Linked DNA regions of Sus scrofa: regions 1 and 3 are each linked to region 2. A link is a contact called in public Hi-C and HiChIP or PLAC-seq data. All regions are on one chromosome and are shown on one strand. The core of a region is the stretch at or near the end of the contact, and the rest is flanking DNA. Distances in the headings are between cores, read along the strand shown.

Region 1 (3,538 bases), core at 768-3,267, 200 kb after region 2:
TATCAGCTAATTTCTCTGCAGAAACTTTGCAGGTCAGAAGGGAATTACATGATATATTTAAGGTGCTAAAAGGTCTGAAAAACCCACAACCTAGGAAACTCTACCCAGCAGGGTAATCATTCAGAATTGAAAGAGAGATAAAGAACTTAGACAAGCAAAAACTAAAGAGTGCATTAATACTAACCCTCCTCTAACAAAAACATTAAACAGTTTGCTCTTAGTGGGAAAAAAAACAAAACAAAACTACAAACATGAAAGAAAAAATCCCACTAGTAAAGGTTGTGGATCAACCACTTAAACTAATACGAAGATAAAAAATCAAAAAATTGTCAAATGAACTATAACTATAATAAACAGTGAATGGCTAAACATGAAAATGCAAAATATGACAAAATAAACACAAAATGTGGGGGAGGGGAGTAAAGAAATTAGATCTTTTAGAACGTGTTTAAACTTAAATGATGACCAATTTGAGACAAGTAGATATAGTTACACATCAACATAGATGAAACCCACAGTAATCAAACATTTTAAACTGTACAAAAACTAAAGAGAAAGAAACATCTCACTACGGAAAACATCAAACCACAAGAGAAGACACTAAAAGAGGAAGAATGGCTACAAAAACAACCAGAAAACAGGTCAAAAAAAAATGGCCATAAGTACATACCTATCAATCTTTAAATGTCAATGAACTAAATGCTCCTATCAGAAGACTGAATGGATTAAAAAATCAAGACCCCTCTATATACTGCTTACATGATACTCCTTTCAGAACTAAAGATAAACGCAGACAAAGTGAGAGGATGGAAAAAGACATTTCTTGCAAATAGAAATCACAATAAAACTGGAGTAGCAATACTCATATTAGACAAAATAGACATTAAAACCAAGGCTATAACAAAATACAAAGAAGGGCATTACATAATGATAAAAGTATCAATATAAGAAGAGGATATGACACTTGTCAACATATATGAACCTAATATAGGAGCACCTAAATACATAAAGAAAATATTAACAGACATAAAGGGAGAAATTGACAATAATACAATAGTAGGGGACTTCAACACCCCACTTACATCAATGGGCAGATCATACAGACAGAAAATCAATAAGGAAACAGTAGTCTTAAATTACACATTAGACCAGTTGGACTTAAACAATGTTTGGATGCTTTTGGACATTCCAGCTGAAAACTGCAAATACACATACTTTTCAAGTGCATATGGAAAATTTTCCAGGATAGATCACATGCTAAGCCAAAAAAAAAAAAAAAATTCAACAATTTCAAGAGGAATGAAATTATATCAAGCATTTTTTCTGACCACAACAGTATGAAAATAGAAGTCAATTACAAAAAGAAAACTGGAAAAATACAAACATGTGGAGATTAAACAACCAAAAAACCAATGAATCAATGAAAAATCAAAGAGATCAGAAAATATTTTGAGATAAATGAAAATAAAAAAGCAACTTCCCAAAACTATAAGATGCAGCAAAAGTAGTTCTAAAAGGGAAGTTTATAGCAACACAGGCTTACCTCAAGAAATAAGAAAAATATCAAATAAACAAACTAACCTACCATCTAAAGGGATTTTAAAAAGAACAAAGCGCAAAGTCAACAGAAGGAAGGAAATAATAAAGATCAGAGAGGAAAAAAATAAAATAGAGAACAGAAAATAGAGGAGCTCCTTGGTGGCACAGCAGGTTAAGGATTCAGCATTGTCCCTGTTGTGACGCAGTTTCAATCCCTGGCCCAAGGAATTTCTTCCTACTGCAAGCATGGCCAAAAAAAATAGAAAAAATTGATGAAACCACAGCTTGTTTTCTGAAAAGATAAACAAAACTGATAAGACTTTGGCCAGGCATATCAAGAAAAAAAGAGAGAAGACCCAAATAAACAAAATAAGATATGAAAGAGGAGAAATAATAACTGATGTCACAGAGATACAAAAAAATCATAAGACGTTACTATGAACAGTTGCATGCCAACAAACTGATGACTAAGAAGAAAGGGACAAGTTTCTAGAAACCCCCAGCTTGCCAAGACTGAATCAGGAAGAAACAGACAATTAGAACAGACTAATTGCTAGTAGTGAAACTGAATTTGTAAGTAAAAAAACAAACAAAAAACTCCCAGCAAACAAAAGTCCACAACCACACAGTTTCACAAGAGAATTCTACCAAACATAAAGAAGAGCTAATAACTATCCTTCTCAAACTATTCCAAAAACCAAAAAGGAGGGAACATTCCTGAGTTCATTACACAAGGCCATCATTACCCTGATACCAAAACCAGACGAAGACATTACAAAACAGAAAATTACAGGCCAATATTTTTGAATATAGATGCAAAAATCCTCAAGAAAAAATTAACAAGCCAAATTCAACCATATATAAAAATGGTCATATACCATCATCAAGTGTAAGGATGGTTTGAAATTTATAAAGCAATAAATGTGATAAACCATATTAACAAAGGGGAAGAGATCACATGATTATCTCAATAAACACAGGAAAAGCACTTAATGAAATTCAACATCCATTCATGATAAAAAAAAAAAAAACTCTCATCAAAGTTTCTATAGAGGGAACATATCTCAACATAATAATAAAGGACATTTATGACAAATCCACAGCTAACATGATACTCAACAGTGGAAAGAAACAGGACAAGGATGCCCACTTTCACAATTTCTACTTAACACAGTATTAAAATACCTAGCCACATTAATTAAGCAACATAAAGAAATAAAATGCATCTAAATTGGAAGGGAAGAAGTTAAACAGTCACCATTTGTAGATACATGATACTTTATATAGAAAACCTGAAGTCTCCACCAAAAAACTATTAAAACTGATAAATGAATTCAGTAAACCTTCAGAAAAAAAGATCACTATTTAGAAATCTATTACTTTTCTATAGACTAATAATTAATGATCAGAAAGAGAAAGCAAGAAAACAATCCCATGTAAAATCCAATCAAAAATTAATAAAATTTTTAAAAATTTTATACCTAGTAATAAACTTAACAAAAGAGGTAGACCCATGCCCTGAAAACTGTAAAACACTGATAATGGAAACTGAAAGTGATTTAAAGAAATGAAAAGATGGCCTGTGTTCATGGATTGGAGGAATGAATATTGTTAAAATGTCCATATTACCCAAAGCGATCTATGGATTTAATGTAATCCCCATCAAAATATCAATGACAATTTTCACAGAACTTGAACAAGTTATTCTAAAATGTATATGTAGCCACAAAAGATCCTGATGAATAGCAAAAGCAATCTTGAGAAAGATGAGATATCACACTCCCTGATTTCAGACTATTCCACAAAGCTACAGTAATCAGAACAACATTGGTACTGGCACAAAAACATGCCCATAGATCACTGAAATAAAATAGAGAGCCCAGAAATAAACTCGTGCACATATGGTCAATTAACTTATGACAAAGGAGGCAAGAATATACAATGGAGAAAAGACAGTCTCTTTGAGTTCTCCTGTGGCCTAGTAGGTTAAGGATTCAGT
Region 2 (3,370 bases), core at 284-2,783:
TTTGAAAAAAAATCCCCCTCATATATTTGCATTCTCTTTCACCAATGGTACCACCATTCTACCAGCCACTTAAGCCAGAAATTGAAGAGCAAGCCTTAATGTCTCCCTCTCATCCTCAGCTTCTAATTTACCAAGTGTTGTCAGCTCTACCTGCAAACTGATCCTGACTAGATCTCTCCATCTCCACTGCCCGATCTGAATCCAAGCTGCTGTCAACTCCCGAGGTATCTGTCCTCTAAAGGGTTGCCCTGCTTCTGGTGTTTTCTATATCCAGTTCATTCTTTACATAGCACCAGAATTGGTCTCGCCAAGTTTAAAATTGGATTATGTCACTTCCCTGATTCGATCTCTTCAGGGATTCCCCATTGCATTTAGAATAAAATCCTACCTCCCACACCTTGGTGGACAAGCATGAACTACCTCCAGCCCCCTCTCATCTTACCTCTTGGGAGGCATTTTTTCTTGTGTCTTCTTTTGGGGGTTGCCCAGATACATCTTTTTTTCTTCTTTCCTAAAGAAAAAGGTTACAGACCATCTTTTATAACTACAGACATTGATCTACCAACCTTGTATGTCAACAATTTTTAGCTTTTATATTTGGTCTTCAAAACACAGTGGCTACGAGGTCATTGCTAACCTTAGGTGATGCTGAAATTTTTAAAAAAATAGTTTTTTTTTGGTTGTGCCCACGGCATGTGAAAATTCCCAGGCCAAGGATCAAACTCATGCCACAGCAATGAGCCAAACTGCTGACAATGAGCCAAACTGCTGACAATGCCAGATCCTTAACCTGCTGGGTGATGCTGAAATTTTATTTATTTTTCTTTTCCTTTTTATGGCCACGCCTTTAGCAAACAGAAGTTCCCAGGCTAGTAGGGGTCAAATCAGGGCTGCAGCTGAACCCTACACCACAGCCACAGCCACAGCCACAGCCACAGCCACATCAGATCTGAGCTGCATCTGCCACCTACACTGCAGTTTGCAGCAACACGGGATCCTTAAATCACTGAGAAAGGCCAGGGGTCGAACTAGCATCCTCAAAGAGATTATGTCGGGTTCTTAACCCTCTGAGCCACAATGGGAAGAAACGGAGACAGTAAGTTTAGGTAACTCATTTCTAGAAGTTGGGCTGTGAAGTGGAGGGAGAGCTATAGAGGCCCCCGAAGTGAGACGAGGATCAAGAAAACGTTCCTTTTCTGACTGTGTGACAGGCTTGGGCGTGAGCTGAATGAAGATCCTTGGGAGAGGAGGTGCTTAATTCTCAGGAAAGAGAGGGAACCGTAGATGCTGTCAGCATTGCCTTGGAGAGAAAGAAGGCATTGGAAAGGAGGGGCAGATGCAGTCTGGAGTTGCAGGGTGGGAGCAGGAAGTGAGGGAATTCCCAGATGATGTTTTTCTGTGAAGTTGGAGGAAGGGTCATTGTTGAGCCAAAAGGAGGCAGTGATGCATCAGAAGTTCGAAAAAAAAAATAGCTCAAGGTTTGAAAGGCTCATCACAGGAAGTGGTATGGTCATGTGGTGAGGAGGGATTGTTTGCAGGGGAATCCTGAGGCCACACAGCTGTGTGCCTCACCTCAGTAGTGCCTGATTGCAGCTGCCATGTGCAGGAAGCAGACGAGAGTTTCTTCCAAGACCTGCCAGAGATTTCCAGAAAAGACAGAAAGGCCAGAGTGGTTAAGCTGTCAGCAGTAGTTTCCCCAGACGATGAATGCTGGATTCCATGTCGGTAAGAAGGGTGGTGAGAAAAGGAGTTCCCCTCGTGGCACAGCACAAACGAATCCAACTAAGAACCATGAGGTTGCAGGTTCGATCCCTGGCCTCGCTCAGTGGGTTAAGGATGCGGCATTGCTGTGAGCTGTGGTGTAGGTCGCAGACAGGGCTCAAATCTGGCGTTGCTGTGGCTCTGGCATAGGCAGGTGGCTACAGCTCTGATTAGACCCCTAGCCTGGGAACCTCCATATGCCGTAGGTACAGTCCTAGAAAAGACAAAAAGACAGGGAAAAAAAAAAAAGGCAGATGATGACTTGGAAAAAGCAAAGGCCAAGGGACCAGTCATCCAATGAGACTGAAGGACAGCTGCAGAGGCAAAAAGTTGTAAGGAAGAAATCACGGAGGAATTTTTTTTTTTTTTTTTTTTTTGCTTTTCAGGGTCACATCCATGGCACATGGAGGTTCCCAGGCTAGAGATCAAATTGGCGTTACAGCTGCAGGCCTACACCACAGCCACAGCAACACCAGATCTGAGCCACATCTGTGACCTACACCATAGCTCACAGCAACGCTGGATCCTTAACCCACTGAGCAAGGCCAGGGATTGAACCCCCATCCTCATGGATACTAGTTGGATTCGTTTCCGCTGAGCCACGACAGGAACTCCCTCAAAAAACCTTTCGGTTTCTCTGTTTGAATAACTGAACCATCTGTCCGTGAGTTTCAGGTCCTCCTCCTCAAGGGCACAGAGTGTGTTACTCTTTCCACGGCTGGTTTACTCACTTCCTTCTTGCCCCACACCATGTAACACGGAAGCAGCGGGAGTCCAACAGAGCTGTGGCATTGTGAAAGAACTCTCTTCTCTCAAAACATCTCCTGCCTTTGCACAAAAGCCGGGGTTTAGACCTTCTTGGCTTTTGGAGGACATGTGAAGCTGAATGTGCGCTCTCCACTGAAACTCTTTTTCTTCTTACATTATTTCCTCTCTTATTTTCAAATATCACCATGGCTTTAGAGCAATGGTTTAGAGTGATCATGGTTCCGAAAAATGTTGCCGTGAATGGTTACCTTTCTTGTTGGGAGGCATCCTGGGTGCCTCTTGGAGTTCCTCTGGGTCATGTGGTTTGGGAGAATCATCTTTTATCGCTGACAAAAGAAACAGAATCCATCTCAGAGTGCAGGCAGCATGGACTGAGAAAGTGCTGAGGGAGATCAGTGGGGGAACCAGAAGGATGGAGAGCAGGTGTGGGCTCAGGTCTGGGGACCTGCCCGTCTACAGGGCTCCCTGGCTCTGCCGGGGTGTGATCAACTTACGGTTGCTGTTACCTGTGTGACTATCACAGTGGACCAGAGAAAAACTGCCCCTCAGAAGAGGGTTCAGCTATTGAGGGTCCCTTCCTCAATGGAAGAAAAGCACAAGGGCTCCCAGCAGCCTAGTCTGAGTGGCGACCTTGAATTCCGACGGCCACAGGGAGAGGAAACGTTTTTGCTATGTGAAAAGCACACTTTTTTTTTCTTTCTTTTTCTTCTCTTTAAGGCCACACTTGAGGCATAGGGAGGTTCCCAGGCTAGGGGTCTAATCGAAGCTGAAGCCACCAGCCTATGCCACAGCCACAGCAACACAGGGTCCAAGCCGTATCTGAGACCTACACCCCAGCTCA
Region 3 (3,389 bases), core at 505-3,004, 230 kb after region 2:
CAGCTCCAAAAGGAAAAAAAAAAAAAATCGCAAAACTTACATTCAAGTGGGAAGAGGCAGAAAATAAATTAAAACAATCAGCGAGTCAGGTGGAGCTAAGTAGAGAGAAATAAAGGGAAGTAAGGGAACGAGGAAGGAAGAGGAGGTCAAGGAGCTGTGGCTGTTTCACAAAACAGACCTAGCCAGCCTCCCCATTAAGGTAACACCTGAGCAGAGCCCAGAGGAGAGAGAGCAAACAAGCCATGTGATCATGCGGAGTTTCTGTGCAAAGGCCCAGTGGTGGACACTGATGCGGTGAGACAGCCTCAGAAAGGAAGCAGATAGACAGATGGCGAGGGCCTGGGAGGTCGCTTTAGGGCTTTGCTCTAACAGGAAAGCGGTGGAATTTGCTAGATGTTTTTAACTTGAAAAGTTTCAAGTTCTGTGTCATCTTCATGTGAAGTAAACATTCTTTTCACTCCAGTACCTCTTCTATCTCCCCCTCTTACATTTCTTGTTTCCACTTTCTCCCCAGTTTTTTCTTGGAGTTCTCTCTTTCTCTGCCTCTCCTTTTCCGAGGATGCTTCACTCTGTCCCAGCTCCTCCCTCCCTCCCTTCAACCTCAGCCTTTCTTTCTCGCTGCCTTGGAACTTTCTTCTGCTAAACTGCAGGCTTCTCCCCCCTAAACACCACCTTGCCCTTATTTATTTCTCTGGCCTCTCCCTCAGGCTGGATCTCTCCCCGTCATCATTGCTGTTCTCCTCCGCTACCATTTACCCTTTAGAAGCTTCAAGCCATGCCTTTCACCAGCTTACACAGCAGTGAACTTTCTGAAATACGACTCTGTCTCTGACATTTTGGGTAAAAAGGTATCCTACTGTAAAAAAAAAAAAAAAAAAAAAAGAATGCCAGATAGAAACTCCTTATGCCAAATGTATTAAGTGTCTCACATACTTTGCAAGTTTGAGCCAGGTGTTAGCCTGATCCTGGGGGTCACAACACAGGGAAAGGACAATGGCACCTGTAGGGGGTCCAGAGGGCAGTGAGTTCTCTGATGCCACCACAGGGAGCCAGTTCCCAGGCCCTGCTTCTTGCAGCAATTGCTACAGGCAGAGGAAGAACCAGAGGCCACAGCCCCCATCCCTCTGAGTTGGGAAAACTTCCCACTGAAGGCCAAAAGCAGTTTTCCATCTCCCAGGAAGTGAGGTAAACATAGCTTGGGACCAGGCCTGTCCTCTAGTCTGATCGCACTCATGGGCAGAATTTTGGCCCTTGTGACCCTCACGCTCTGGTGTCACAACCACAATTATTTTACCTTCTACGCAAAAGGAATCTGTAGATGTCATAAGGCTATTAATCAACTGATTTTTTTTTCTTTTTTGCCCACCCCGAGGCATATGTCGTCCCCCAGGCCAAGGATCAGATCTAAGTCACAGCTGCAATCCTACACTGCAGCCGCAGCAACACCGGATCCTTAACCCACTGTGCCGGGCCAGGACTGAATCTGCACTCCAGTGTTCTGGAGATGCCACTGATCACATTTCACCACAGTGGGAACTTTCAACTGACTTTAAAGTAGGGAGATTATCCTGGGTTGTCCAGATGGACCCAATATAGTCACATGAGGCTGTGAAAGCAGAAGCGGGAGTCAGAGGTATTTGGAAGGTGAAAAAGACTCAACTCACCCTTTTTGGCTTGGAAGATGGAGGAACAGCCCCACAAGTCAAGGAAGCTGAGAACCACCTCCAGCTGAGGGCCGATGAGGACATGGGGACGTTAGTCTCCCAACCACAAAGAACTGCATTCTGCCCACGCCCTGCATAAACTTGGGAGCGGATTCTTCCCAGAGCCTCCCAATGAGAAGGCAGCTGGCCAGTACCCTGACTTCAGTCTTAAGAGACCCTAAGAGGAGGACCCTGTTGAGCCAATTGAGACTTTTTTTTTTTTCACTTTTTAGGGCCACGCTTGCAGTATATGGAAGTTCCCAAGCTAGAGGTCAAATCAGAGCTACGGCTGCCACCTAAAGTGCAGCTTGTGGCAACAGAGGATCCTTCATCCACTGAGCAAGGCCAGGGATGGAACCAGAATCTTTATGGATACTAGTCAAGTTCTCAACCCCTGAGCCATAATGGGGTTAAGTCCCCGCCCCAGCTGAGACTTCTGACCAATAGAAATGTGAGAGAAAGTGGGTGTTGTTTGAAGCCATCGAATGTGTGATGATTTGTTACAGCAGCAATAGGAGACGAACACAGCCCCTCTGATTAGACAGCTGCAGAGAGAAGATATTTTGCCTCGCCTCTGCAGTAATGTTCCTTCTAGAGAGGCCACTATGGATTGAGTCAGCTCAGCTCCAAAGCTCAACAGGAAAATCCTCCCCCACCGTGGTTACTCTCGGAAGCTTAGCCAAGATATGCTTCTACTTCTCCCTTCCTTAAATAGTATATGTGGAAGGCAATATAATTTTTTTGGCTGCACTCAGGACATGCAGAAGTCCCCAGGCCAGGGATGGAACCCGAGCCACAGCAGTGACAACACTGAATCCTTAACCTCTAGGCCACCAGGGAACTCCCAAGGACACTATAACTTAAACTTTCCATCAGGTCTAGGTGTTGCTGAGGCCAGAGGCCTGATGTGTTAAGTCAGGGTTCATCAGAGAAATAGAACCAATAGAATGTGTATATTTATATACATATATAGAGAGAGAAAGATTTATTTTAAGAAATTCCTCATGCCATTGTGGAATTGGCAAGTCCAAAATTTGCAGAGCGGGCTAGCAGGCTGGAGACCCAGGGAAGAGCCCAAGTGGTAGGTCAAGTTCAAAGGCCACCTGATGGCAGAATTCCTTCGTGCTTAGACATCTTCTCTTTTCTGTTATTCGGGCCTTCAACTGATGGGATACGGCCCACCCACGCTATAGTTGTCAGTCTGCTTCACTCAAAATCCACTGATTTAAAATTTAATCTTGTCCCAAAACACCCTCACAGAAACATCCAGAATTTTGTTTTACCAAATATCTGGACATCATGGCCCAGCCAAGTTGATGCATAAAATTAACCACCATAATTGGTTGGTTTGTTTAGGAATGTGCATGTTTTCTAAAAAATAAGCACATTTATAACATGAAAAACAATACTCTGTGTAATTTTAGGGATAAAGAGAAGTTCAAAGTATTTTAAAATTTGTGGAATGCTAAACACTGCATTCAGAATAGCTGTTACCACTGGAAGACAGGAAGGGAGATGTGGTCCAGGGAACTTCAGTTGTACTGGCAATGGTTAATTTTTTTAAACAGGGTGATCACTACACTTTGCTTTAGTTAATATATTTATAAATGTTTTAAATAAATATGTAAATTATACAGAAAAGAGTAATGAGAGTGTAAGACATTCTATGTAAAAACATAAGGTATC

The links. Hi-C and Micro-C count contacts between places; a contact is called where the count stands out from the background. HiChIP or PLAC-seq counts read pairs in DNA pulled down with a chosen protein or histone mark.
Region 1: a Hi-C map of alveolar macrophages shows a contact between it and region 2, with 2.3 times the contacts expected there. The contact joins two enhancer-like sites. A contact is called at or near these places in 13 of 47 Hi-C or Micro-C datasets (alveolar macrophages, blood, embryonic fibroblasts and 6 more) and 1 of 2 datasets of contacts at active chromatin or transcription factors (alveolar macrophages).
Region 3: a contact with region 2 is called in an H3K27ac HiChIP or PLAC-seq map of alveolar macrophages. The contact joins two enhancer-like sites. A contact is called at or near these places in 1 of 47 Hi-C or Micro-C datasets (embryonic fibroblasts) and 1 of 2 datasets of contacts at active chromatin or transcription factors (alveolar macrophages).

What each region holds. Positions count from the first base shown.
Region 1 is chr15:131,402,319-131,405,856 of Sscrofa11.1, forward strand. No RefSeq gene overlaps it. Among named protein-coding and RNA genes, the nearest start is that of CAB39, 88 kb to the right of the region's middle. Within about 2 kb of position 2,018, at least 6 of the 83 cell types and tissues checked have an H3K27ac peak or open chromatin away from gene starts, as enhancers often do. A contact at or near this core is called in alveolar macrophages and retroperitoneal adipose tissue, where this site is marked.
Region 2 is chr15:131,204,493-131,207,862 of Sscrofa11.1, forward strand. SP110 (sp110 nuclear body protein) reads right to left here. Exons shown (of 17, transcript XM_021075649.1): 6 at 2,778-2,855; 7 at 443-511. Among named protein-coding and RNA genes, the nearest start is that of SP140, 19 kb to the right of the region's middle. Within about 2 kb of position 1,534, at least 16 of the 83 cell types and tissues checked have an H3K27ac peak or open chromatin away from gene starts, as enhancers often do. A contact at or near this core is called in alveolar macrophages and retroperitoneal adipose tissue, where this site is marked.
Region 3 is chr15:131,429,692-131,433,080 of Sscrofa11.1, forward strand. No RefSeq gene overlaps it. Among named protein-coding and RNA genes, the nearest start is that of CAB39, 61 kb to the right of the region's middle. Within about 2 kb of position 1,755, at least 2 of the 83 cell types and tissues checked have an H3K27ac peak or open chromatin away from gene starts, as enhancers often do. A contact at or near this core is called in alveolar macrophages, where this site is marked.